Linked DNA regions of Mus musculus: region 2 is linked to region 1. Evidence: chromatin contacts called from public HiChIP or PLAC-seq data. All regions are on one chromosome and are shown on one strand. The core of a region is the stretch at or near the end of the contact, and the rest is flanking DNA. Distances in the headings are between cores, read along the strand shown. Region 1 holds the start of Anapc4 (anaphase promoting complex subunit 4). Region 2 overlaps Sel1l3 (sel-1 suppressor of lin-12-like 3 (C. elegans)).

Region 1 (6,127 bases), core at 1,920-4,419:
TGGTTACGCACTGCTTATACAGCTGAAAGCCGACATGTGATAAGCATCACGGCCAACAGCTGTACATTACAGTATGGAGACACAGTGGTTAGTGTTCACTTAACATTCAAAGCGGCAAATCTGTTTACACTGGCCTGAACTAAGCCTATCGGAATAGATGAATTCAGATCAAAATGCACAAACAGATCTCTACACACATTGTCAGAGCTGCTCACCAAAACAGCTATCAAACAAGCTTTAAGTACTTATATTTATTTAAAAAAAAAAAAAAAAGAAAAAGAAAAAAACAAAACTAAGCAGGAGGACATACTCATATTACAAATGTAATTTATTTTTTTTCTTAAAGTACCTTCAGGCTTGCTCAACCTTTTGCCACAGTGATACAATGTAGTTAACCATGAAGTTCACATTAGAGAACTATGCAATCACATTACAAAAAACAAAAAAAAAAAAAGAAAAAAGAAAAAAAAATAAGAATAATAATAGAGAAACCCTCCACAAACAAAGAAACAAAAAAAAAAAAAAAAAACCCAAAGTTTTGAGGACGTTAAAATTTTGTGCTGGGCCATATTCATTGTTATACAGAGTCCCATGTGACTTATAGACCACAAGCTGGACACCCTGATAAACTTCAAGCTGCAGCCCATAGCAATTTACTATTCTAACACTAGGACTAACTGCTCCAGAAACTATCAATTTAAGAAACTAAACAAGACAGCACAGTGGTGGTGCAAGCCTTTAATCCCAGCACTTGGGAGGCAGAGGCAGGAGATTTCTGAGTTCGAGGCCATCCTGGTCTACAGAATGAGTTCCAGGACAGCCAGGACTACACAGAGAAACCCTGTCTTGAAAAACAAACAAACAAACAAACAAACTAAACAAGATACACACACACACACACACCCCCATGGAAGATGAATGATCTGAGCCACGACAGCAGGAAAAGACCTTTGGGAAATGTAGAGTCACAGTGCGCAGCCCCTCCTGAGTGGTAGCTTACATAGAGGAGATTTATGAACCTCACATTTAGTACTAACTGAATTTGGGGGAGAAAAAGACTGTGATGGCACTGAATGGACTCATGAGTGGTGAATGGTACTTGGATCAAATGATGTAGGACAAGAGAGCAGAGAGAGCCAAAGCCAATTATTCTGCAAATGTCTCAGACTTTGATCCTATCTGCCACAAAGCCAGGGCTCATTAAAGACTTATCCCTGCCAACAACAGACTTTCATGAAAAATATAAGCATTCTAATAAGAAAAAAAAGTCTCAAACTAGTACTTATAGTTCTAATATAGGGCCAGATACGGTAGGCCACACATGTCCTTAATCTCAGCACCTGGGAGGCAGAAGCAGGTGGATCTCTGGTTTACACAAAGAGTCCTAGGCCAGTCAGGGTTATACAGTAAGACCTATACAACAGAAACAAAACCATAATTCTAAAATATACCAAGAAAAAGTACTGTTTTTAGACTATCCTTTTGGAAATAAGAGATACACGTTTGTAGCATTATCATACGTTTGCCGTCTGGTCTCCAGGCCAAGCAGGTCACTTCTTTTCCTGTACTTTCATTTGGTGGGAAACTCCAAACTCGATGAAAACTTGCAAGGCGATGCAGCAAAACCTAAGATGAAAAGACATGATAGCAGAAAGCTGCAAACTCACCTGCAGAGATAAAATGAACCTAGACCCACAGAACAAAAATTTTAATTACTACTTTTGAGTATTTTTTTTTGCAATCTACAGAACAACAGTGTCCAAACGAATGTAAGACATTTTCAAAGAAATGGGTGAACTCAGAAGGCCCAACTTAGTCCTGTACTCTACATATTTTCTTTCTTTTTTTTTTTTTAAGGTACACCTACATGTATGTATTTGTACCACATTTGTGCAGTCAGTGCCCCAGGAGGCCAGAAGAGGCCATCAGTTCTCCCTGGAACTGAAGCTACCGACAGTTGTGACCATGTGGGTGCTATGAACCAAACCTAGGTCATTTATAAGAACAGCAAGTGCTCTTGATAGCTGAGCCATGTCTCCAGCCCCTTTTGTATCTTTTAAACTTACCTTTTTGAAAAGGTTAAAAAGCCTATCCAAGACAATAGACAAAAGAAGTAACACAAACAACATGAATATGTAGGTGACATAGTAAAATAACAACAATAATGACTGCACTCTTAGCCCACGCCTTAGCTATGTCACCAGCCATGGATCTTAGAGACAGAGCCGTGCCACACAACACGATAATGCAATCTGGCACACTAAGCATTTCTGGGTGCTAGGCCTTCCTTACCACCTAGTTTTACATAGGTGAGGGTGCTAAGTGGCATGGATGATGGGACCCTTTCAAGATGGCTGTCAGGTAATAGTCATCCTCCACAGAAAGATGGGTATCTAGTTGTACTTGATATCGCATGTTCACGTTCCTAATGTCAGAAATGCTAACTGACAACGTCCACACGCATTCTGTCTGCAATTCTGTGAGGCATCAGCCTTTCAACTTAAAGATCTTCTAAATAGCTAGATGTAACAAAGATGTAAAACCTCGGAACCAAGCATCCTCTGTAGCAACTGCACACACACACACACTTCCAGTTGGACTTGACAGTTCATCTTCATTCTCTACTAATCTGAAACCAACTTTGGGCGGGGTCTGATGGTGCATCCCTGGCCAAATCAATTCCTGGAGTCCTGGGTGTGCAGAACTTGGAGGGAATTTGTTCTTCTGGGCCATACAGGAAATGGAATACACATCCTGTCTGGAAGGCACAGTATTTTACACAGTCTCTTAAAGTTAACAGCCATGCTGAGATGTAGGGGCAGGAGAGATGTGCGATTCGCCACGTCTGCCAAAGGGGAAACTGAGGCTCGAGGGTCCCAGCCCAGGCGACCTCTCTCACCAGCTCACTTACCTCGCCTGTAGTGTTGGCCAAAGCAATGAGGTCTCGCTTGGGGGACCAGGCCAAGAAAATAATCTCCTGTGGCAGCTGCTTCTCTCCCACCACCCGAAAGGATGGGAAACAGGTCGGAAAGCGCAGCATGGGTGCGGCCCTGCAACGACGTGCGCGAGAAGGCCGCCGGAGCACCCGGCCACAAAGCTCTGGCACAAAGCCCTGCCAGCAGCGGTACCTGCCAGAGTCGCAGACTCGGCCTACTCCTAGCCAGCGGCCTTCCCCGCCCTCTCACTCCGCCCTCCGCGCTCGGAGAAAGCTTCCGGCGCCGACGCCGGGACGTCTTCGCGAGAGGAAGTGAGTGGCACAGCAGCCGCGCGCCGGTGGGGCGGGGAGAGCGCAGGGCGGGGCTTGATGTAGGGCGGAGCCGTGTGGGCGGGGCGAGCGAGTGCTTAGGGCAAAGTTAGCCTAGGCTACAGCGGGTGAGGGCGGGGCTAGAAGGGAGCGGAGCTAGGCCGTAGCTGGGCGTGGCTAGGGCGGAGCGAGCTCTGGTGTCTCGGAGGTCCCCTACTCTGGGCTGCCCGCTGCACAGCAAGTACCAAAGGAATCCTTAACCCTGTATACGCGGACGTGTGGGAACCCTTCCAGGCCTTTTCCGTTTGCTCAGAAATTCGCTGCTGTGTACACAATCCCTTTTGTTCTAGGTTTAGGCTCTAATCAAAACTCCGGACTCACACACTGGACCTCCTTTGGCACACAGTCGTTTTCAGCCCTGGATGCATTGTAGAATTTAAAACAACAAACCTCTCTATCAGGCAGCATTTTAGCAAATTAAAAGAGGGTTAACATTGGACGGAAATCACCATTTAAAAAGAAAACAAAACACTGAATGATTCCTATCTACAGACATATACTGTTAAAGTGCTTGCACCCTCCCTAACAGGGACAAATAGTGTGTTTTCTTTCGCCTTATTTAAATGATTTCTTGACTTGTAGCAAACTCACCACAGTTAAGAGGAAACAGGATTTATTCTGTGGCTATCTAAGCATTCAATTTTGTGAGAAAATGTGGACAGACACTGCCCAGGCAACCTCAATTGTCAATCTGTTGATCACAACTGCTCTGGGTTTTAAGTATAAAGACCACTCTGCAAGAAGGGAGAGCAAAGTAAGTCTACATTTTATCATCAGTAGTACTGTTTATCAAAACTGTTTCCCTCTGTCATGGTTTGAATATGCTTTGCCCAGGGGGTGGCACCATTTGGAGGTGTGGCCTTGTTGGAGTAGGTGTGTCACTGTGGGTGTGAGCTTTAAGACCTCATCCTAGCTGCCTTGAAGTCAGTATGCTGCTAGCAGACTTGATATGAAGTAGTAGAGCTCTCAGCTTCTCCTGCACCATGCCTGCCTGGATGCTGCCATGTTCCCACCTTGATGATGTCCGACTGAACCTCTGAACTCAGAGATCTGCATGGCTCTGCCGCCTGTAATGCTGGAATTAAAGGTGTATACCACCATGCCTGAATCTAAACTTAGCTGGATGGGATCTTACCCCCAATCCCTTAATCTTTTATTTCCTAGAACGTAAGATTCAGCTCCATTTCACTTCCTGGTGCCCCTTTAATATGTGAACCACATTTTGTATTTTTCCTTTCTAAACTTGCTATGCTTATTTAAAATGTTCTTCATGAGACTTAACCAGAGAACAAGGTCTCTGCTGGGCTTTTTTGAGACTTTGTCAATGCAATTAATATAAGTCTCTTTATCTTAGACTCAGGTAGACTCTTAAGACAAAGGCAAAAAGCAGCCACAATCTTCACCAAAACACTACAAAAACAGTTTCTGGGCCATATTGAAACTTTCCTCCACTGAACCGTCTTGAGCCAATTCTGAACAGTTCAAATCAATCTCAGCAACTAAATCTTTCATATTCTTACTAGGATAGCCCATTAAGCCCCACTTAAAGCATTCAACTGCTTTCCAAATCCAAAGTCCCCAAATCCACATTCTTCCAGACAAAAGGCCTATCACAGCAATACCCCACTTCTGGTACCAACTTCAATCTTAGTAAGAGTTTTTACTGCTGTGAACAGACACCATGACCAAGGCAACTCTTATAAGGACAACATTTAATTGGGGCTGTCTTACAGGCTCAGAATTTCAGTCCAGTCCATTATCATCAAGGTGGGGACATGGCAGCATTCAGGTAGGCATGGTGCTGGAGGAGCTGGGAGCTTTACATCTTCATCTGAAGGCTGCTGGCAGAATACTGACTTCCAGGCAGCTAGGGTGAGGTCTTAAAGCCCATACCCACAGTGACATACCTACTCCAACAAGGCCATACCTCCAAATTTCACACCCTGGGCAAAGCATATTCAAACCACGATGCCCCCACAACTTCACTTACTGTTTTTGGAAAGAAATCCAGAGACTAACTCACGTGATTCCAGTTTGAATAGTTTCTAGTAAGAGTTCTAGAGCCATAATATTTGCATTTATATGAAACAAACACTTAGTAATATGATTATTGTTACATATAAAACAAACACCACACTGCATAGTAAGTAATACATGATAATTATTAACACAACACATCTATCTACCTTTAAGGAAGTCCCAGATTTGGTAAAATATGATAACTATTGGCTTGCTCAATGTAGTTAAAAAAAAAAATCAAACCAAATGTCCAACCATAGGAACATTTTCTGAACTTTTTTTTTTTTTTTTGGATATGGCATAGTCATCCTCTTCAGGATCTTCCATCTTTATAGACATAAATTCTTGTATTTATGAAAAGATACAGAACATTAGACAGTGTGATGGTTTGTATATTCTTAGGCCAGGGAATGGCACCATTTGGAGGTGTGACCTGGTTGGAGTAGGTCTAACCTGGTTGGAGTAGGTGTGTCACTGTGGGTGTGGTCATAAGATCCTCACCCTAGCTACCTGGAAGTCAGTCTTCCACTAGCAGCCTTTGGACGAAGATGTAGAACTCTCAGCTCTGCCTGCGCCATGCCTGCCTGGTTACTGCCAAGCTCCCACCTTGATGGTAATGGACTGAACCTCTGAATCTGTAAGCCAGCCCCAATTAAATATTGTTTTTTATAAGACTTGCCTTGGTCATGGTGTCTGTTCACAGCAGTAAAACCCTAAGACAGAAGTTGGTACTGGGAGTGGGGTATTGCTGTGATAGGCCTGACCATGCTTTTATTTGAAAGAATGTGGATTTGGGGACTTTGG
Region 2 (6,127 bases), core at 1,180-3,679, 310 kb before region 1:
CCAGTGTATGGCATTGGTCTCATTTAAGAACTTTCCGTACTGCTCAGATTAGCATATGGTGCAGTCTTTGGGCAAGAAGTTATGTGATTAAGATGACAAGAATGCTAAATTAGCTAGCAAGGATACTGGAAATATTTCTACCCTGGAAATGGGAATATCTGGGTTCAGGGATATGCTGCAGTTCCGTGAGCCTTTGTATAAATCAACTACCCTGGGCCTGGTTAACTCCTTCAAAACAAAGAGCTGAGAAAGATGAACCTAGGTTCCATTATTCTACTGTTTCTGATGCATGGGTCCAAAGTTATCATATTCCTGACCTAATTCTTCTGAGTGTCCTTCTGCGTTCTCCTTCCTCTTCCTCACTAATCAAAAGGCGTCATGGCATTGTCTTAGTTAAATTTCTATTGCTGTGGTGAAACACCATGACTAAAAGCAAGTTGGGGAGGGAAGGGTTTATTTGACTTACACTTCCACATTGCTAGTCATCATCAAAGGAAGTCAGGACAGGAACTCAACCAGGAAAGGAACCTGTAAGCAGGAGCTGATGCAAAAGCCATGGAGGGGTGCTGCCTACTGGCTTGCTCCTCATGACTTGCTCAGCCTGCTTTCTTATAGAACCCAGGACCACCAGCCCAGGGATGGCACTGCCCACAATGGGCTGGGCCCTTCCCTATTGATCACTAATTAAGAAAATACCCCATAGTTGGATTTTATGGAGGCATTTTCTTTTTTGTTGTTGTTTTGTTTTGTTTTGTGGGGAATGGGTCGGGACAGGGTTTCCCTGTGTAGCCCTGACTGCCCCAGAATTGGCTCTGTAGACCAGGCTGGCCTCAAACTCATAGCGATCCACCTGCCTTGACCTCCTGAGTGCTACCACCATCAGGCCATCGACATTTTCTTAGTTGAGGTTCCTTCCTCTTAGATAACTCTAGCTTGTGCCAAGTTGACATAAACTATCCAGCACAAACATACTTGTGAAAAATATTTTCATCCTACCTTTTGGTTTGGTTTTATTAAATAAGTAAGTTGGGGTCCAGTAGAAACTTGGGTAGAATTCAACCTTTGGTTTGATTTCTACTTCTATTGGAGATCCTGAAAACTATAGAGCTAAGCAAACACTGTGTCTTTCTCATACCATGCAGGAAGTTAGGGGTCATTTTAGTTTCTCAGAATAGAACCAAAATACATAGTAGAAAGTGAAGTATGGTGGTCTGAGGCTCAGTCTGCTTTCCTGGGTTCGAATCCTGCCTCCCATTCTCACATACCATACAATTCTGGGAAGTCTGAGGTGGATGGGGATGTCAGGGGCTCCCCTGTAGGTTTAGGTGTGGTGATGTGGGTGCTGGCCCATGATCACACTGTGTGTTGATCACCACCTCCAGTTGTTATAGAGCCAACCAAACAGAGCAGATGCCCAATTCATGCAAAGAAAGCCCTCCCCATGGTCACATCACGTGACCCCATTCATCTTATCTAAGCTGAGGGAGGTTGGCTGGGACATTGGGAAAGTAGAGGGGACCCGTGATTATGAATAAATCTGGAGCAACGGAGATCTTCAGACCTCAGGGACCCTTTCAGTCCCCACTCACGGATACACCATTTCCCTCACATAGTCCTCTATACGCCTGAGCTAGGTGCTTTTTGCAACAAGAACACCAAAGCCTATTTCTCTATACAGGGAACAAGTCACCTCTTCTGGAAGTCTCACATTTGCTAGAAGGAAACTTCTTAGCTTCTGCCTCTTGCCTCAGGTGCAGGCAACTGATTTCCCAGGGTCCTTCCTCTTTTTCAGTACACTCTCAAACTGAGTCAGAAGTCACTGCGCGTCATCCCTCAGGGACCTGAGCCAATGACTCTTGACTGTTTCAACACAGATAACATGTTTTATCTGGGTGTCAAATTAGATAACCCCAGAGGAAAGCACCCAGGATGACCAAATCCATCCAACCTGCCTCACAGATTCAACCCCCTCCCCAGCATGTATGAGTGACAGGGACACAGCTCTCACCACAATCAATGGAGGTGATCGATGGCTGATGAAGCGAGAAGTTGGGGCTCGTGGCTGTTCCACAAATGTGGGCGAGATGATGGTGATGATGGTGGTGGCGGTGATGATGATGATGATAACAATGGTGTCTTGAAATACTGCTGAGTCTAGAACTGATTAAGAGTATGGGGGTGGGGGGGTGTTCTGTTTTGTTTTGCCTTTTAAAGGTTCAGGGTTTATATGTAAGTATTTTCTATTGAATGCTGGAGTCTCTGTGATGCCTGTGAGGATTCGGGGTTTATTTTTCTCATAATCATTGCTGTTTATCAATGTTTAGGGTCAAGGAGTTAAAAAGAACAGACGGCTCGCCTTAGAGCTCATGAAGAAAGCTGCTTCCAAGGTAACCCGTGCATATTGTCAGGAGGAAACAGCTCCTCTCACGCCCACGCTCTCAGAAAGCCTTGCAAGCAAATGGCCAGCTTTCTTCCACAAAGCTGAGGTGGGAGAGGGGTGGGGAGGGGTCCCCCGGCGCAGCAACTAGTCATTTTTAAGTTATAACACACACATAATCTTGCCACAACGAGGACAGCACCGTTCAAAGGCTCAATGTACCTTGCCACCAATAGAATCCGGGCTGATTTTGTTTGAAGGCTAAAATTATAATCAGGAGCTGCCCTGATAACAAGCAGTGGGGCTCCTTGGAATTGAATGAGGAGAACGGCTATTGAATTAGGAAAACCAAAGCCTAATTTCCTGGAAAGTTAACCCTCTTCTGACCGGTTCCCGTTTGCTTCTTGTGCTTCGAGGGGCTGCTCTCACCAAGGTCAGAGCTCTGTGATTAGTATGCCTTTGTTACTATTTATACTTCAGTCAGCTGGTTTCAATAGAACCCTGCAGAATGGAGGCCACAATAGCACTTGAATAAGACACAAGCAGGTGCACACATGCACACACATGTGTGCAGACTTCATGTCCAAATGCATGCATGCTTGCACCTGTGTGTAGACACACAAATGAATAGATTCATAGAAGTCACTGATTCTTCACTTGTCAGGGGACTCTCTTGCTCTTCTTGGTCCCTGGCTAGTCCTTTGTTCTCAAGGCTTCTGAAACTCCATCATGCTAACTTTTCTCCCAACTTTTTTTTCCCTTGGGGAAGCTCAGAGCATCCTGCCCTTTAGACCGGAAAGTTGCAGCAGGGAGTAAGAGATTCAGAGAAGGCTTTTCTATCTAGGTACTAGCAGTGCACGTGATCCCGCTTCTTATGTGCGTACCCAAGGGGTGCACAGACATAGATACGCAGTTCAATGATGGTCACTGCATTTACTGTGTTCAGGACATCCTCAGGTGGGGTTGTGTGAGGCTTGTTGGGGCAGATGTGAAATGTGCATCTCTTAGTCCTCCGCCCTTACCCAGTGGTGAATTCCCCTTCAGCCTGCCTTATTTCAGATTACAAAGCAGATTTTTTCAGAGCCTCTGTGCCCTGGAATGCTGTGTGGCTCTCGCTCTTTCATTCAGCAAGGACTCACTAAGAGCTCGGTGTATACCAGACATGTTATGGCAAAGCAGGAGCGTCTCTCAGGATTATTCTTGTCCTGTAAGATAACCAAGCTTTCACAGTCTACCATCACATGCACTCAGTAGGAACAAGGATGCTAGAACACAGGCTGACTTAAGCAGCCCCTTCCTTAGAGCCCACATTACCAGCTCAGTTTTGAATCCATCCCTCTCTTCCCTCCCTGCTGCTCCAGCCCCTATTAGACCCCGAGTCCCATCAGAGCTGGGGATGCCAACTCATCTCGGAGCACCAAAGCTTGGTGTTTAGGGCAGAAAAATCAACAGATGGACAGGCGGGGTCACCTAGAAACCATCCCAAGCCAGCTCAGGAGTCAGACACAAACATCCTGCTGCAACCCAGTTCTCATGAATGTGAAGGGCATGCTGGATCCTGCTGGGTGCGGAGAGGCATCTGCAGGGGTATTACGTAAGAGCCCATAGGCATTGAGCGATGATTTGGGGACCAGCGTCACTGATGAGCTGGAAGGCAGAAAACCCAGCAGCAGCCGGGCAGAATCCACCTGGGAAGTCTCTTAGGCAGGCTCATGCTGTCTGGCAGCTAGCTTTCCTTAGTGCCATCTGCCCCTCGAAAAAGAGAAAGGGGAAGACTGGGGAAGAATGCTGCCACAGCAACGCCTCCAGAAGCCATAATAATAATAATAACTTTCCCTCTTTTTCTAAAATTTAGGGATTGCATCAGGCTGTCAATGGCCTGGGATGGTATTACCACAAATTCAGGAAAAATTATGCCAAAGCAGCCAAGTACTGGTTAAAGGCAGAAGAAATGGGGAACCCAGATGCGTCTTACAATCTTGGGGTCCTGTATTTGGATGGCATTTTCCCGGGAGTTCCTGGAAGGAATCTGGTGAGTGAGCCTGAGAAAGCTCTTCATCCGGCCAATGGCTGGTTGAGAATACTTGTGGATGGTATGCTGAGTGCCCCGCCTGGAGTAGGCATGGCGTGGAACAGTGAGATGCCAGGGCTGTACATGATTGACTACCAAAGATATTTCAAAGGTTGGTGGAGGAAATAGGATTTTTGCTGATGGGCTGGTGTCTTAGTTAGGGTTTTACTGCTGTGAACAGACACCATGGCCAAGGAAACTCTTATAAGGACAACATTTAATTAGGGCTGGCTTACAGGTTCAGAAGTTTAGTCCTATATCATCAAGGTTGGAGCATGGCACAGTCTAGGTAGGCATGGTGCAAGAGGAGCTGAGAGTTCTACATCTTCATCTGAAGGCTGCTAGGAGAAGACTGGTTTCCAGGTAGCAAGGAGGAAGGTCTTAAAACCCAGACTCACAATGATACACTTCCTCCAACAAGGCTACACTTACTCTGACAAGGCCACACCCACTCCAACAAGGCCACACACACTCCAACAAGGCCACACCCACTCCAACAAGGCCACACCACCTACTAGTACCACTCCATATGCCAAATATACTGAAGCCACCACAGTTGGTCTGTGGCTATGAGAATGGGAAGGAGTCAGTGAAAACATTTATTGAGATTAAGAGTGGAGTAACCAATGTTGGCATGGACAATATTATAGCTACCCTAGATTTGCCAAGAGCATCAGGGTACATTGGGAGGTGTTCTTTGTGAGACACCAGTCTACCCTGCAGAACTCCTCATGGAATTCTTGCTGCACTTCCCACTAGGAACTGTCAGACGCCACTTTTGGTTTTTGGTTTTTTAAATAGCTCTTCATTAGACCAGGCTGACTTCAAACTTATTTGACCAAACTTCTTGATCCTCCTTCCTCCGCCCCTCAAGGGCTAGGATAACAAGTATATACCACCACGTTTGTCTTCAGAAGCCACATGTTACAGTTGAAAACAAACAACAAAAGAGGTTTGGAGAGAATAAGGCCACAGATTGTCAGAAAGCAAGCTGGGATTCGATCCCAGGCCCTTCCTGCCTTCCATGCTTTTAAAAAAAACAATAGTTCACCACCCTCTGAATAATAATGGTGATCAGTGGGAGTCAGTACACACACTCACATACACATACACACTCACATACATACATACACACTCTCACACATACATACATACTCTCACAAACACATACACTCTTGTATATACATACATACTCTCACACACACATATACACCCTCACACACATTACACTCTCACACACATACACACTCACACACACACACACACACATGAATGCACACACATACACACACAGATGCACACGCAAGAACATACACAGATGCACACACATACACACACACATGCCAAATGTTTGTTGACTTTCTTCCCTCCACCTCTCCCCGGCTGCACTAAAGCTGATATTTTTATGCATTGCCAATGTCTAGTACCCCTCCTACACATCTGTGAGCATGGATTTATTCCCTGTCATGTTCTAATTTTCACCTTGCCACTAGAAGCGTGGTTTTTGTGCATGAGCGTAAAGAAAGGTATTAAGCAAGGTTACGAAAGCAAACACTTGAGTTGTCACCCAGTGTGACTCCTGTCACGCCCCTCCATTGAGTGTACAGTGCTTTTGTGAGGACCCTGTGAGGCCATAGCACGCTTGGAGACGTCTTATATCCTGGGCCTCTGGGATGGGC

The links. HiChIP or PLAC-seq counts read pairs in DNA pulled down with a chosen protein or histone mark.
Region 2: an H3K4me3 HiChIP or PLAC-seq map of embryonic basal ganglia shows a contact between it and region 1, with 4 times the contacts expected there. The contact joins the enhancer-like site here to the promoter of Anapc4 in region 1. A contact is called at or near these places in 1 of 39 promoter capture datasets (hippocampal neurons), 1 of 15 datasets of contacts at CTCF or cohesin (stem cell-derived epiblast-like cells), 1 of 484 Hi-C or Micro-C datasets (nephron progenitors), 4 of 115 datasets of contacts at active chromatin or transcription factors (cardiomyocytes, embryonic basal ganglia, embryonic stem cells and 1 more) and 1 of 9 other capture datasets (embryonic stem cells).

What each region holds. Positions count from the first base shown.
Region 1 is chr5:52,831,177-52,837,303 of GRCm38.p6, reverse strand. It overlaps Anapc4 (anaphase promoting complex subunit 4), which reads right to left and starts at 3,169. Exons shown (of 28, transcript NM_024213.2): 1 at 2,912-3,169; 2 at 1,521-1,626. The coding sequence starts at 3,040.
Region 2 is chr5:53,136,068-53,142,194 of GRCm38.p6, reverse strand. Sel1l3 (sel-1 suppressor of lin-12-like 3 (C. elegans)) reads left to right here. Exons shown (of 24, transcript NM_172710.3): 14 at 2,325-2,387; 15 at 4,233-4,409. Among named protein-coding and RNA genes, the nearest start is that of Sel1l3, 74 kb to the left of the region's middle. Within about 2 kb of position 2,429, at least 29 of the 459 cell types and tissues checked have an H3K27ac peak or open chromatin away from gene starts, as enhancers often do. A contact at or near this core is called in embryonic basal ganglia and hippocampal neurons, where this site is marked.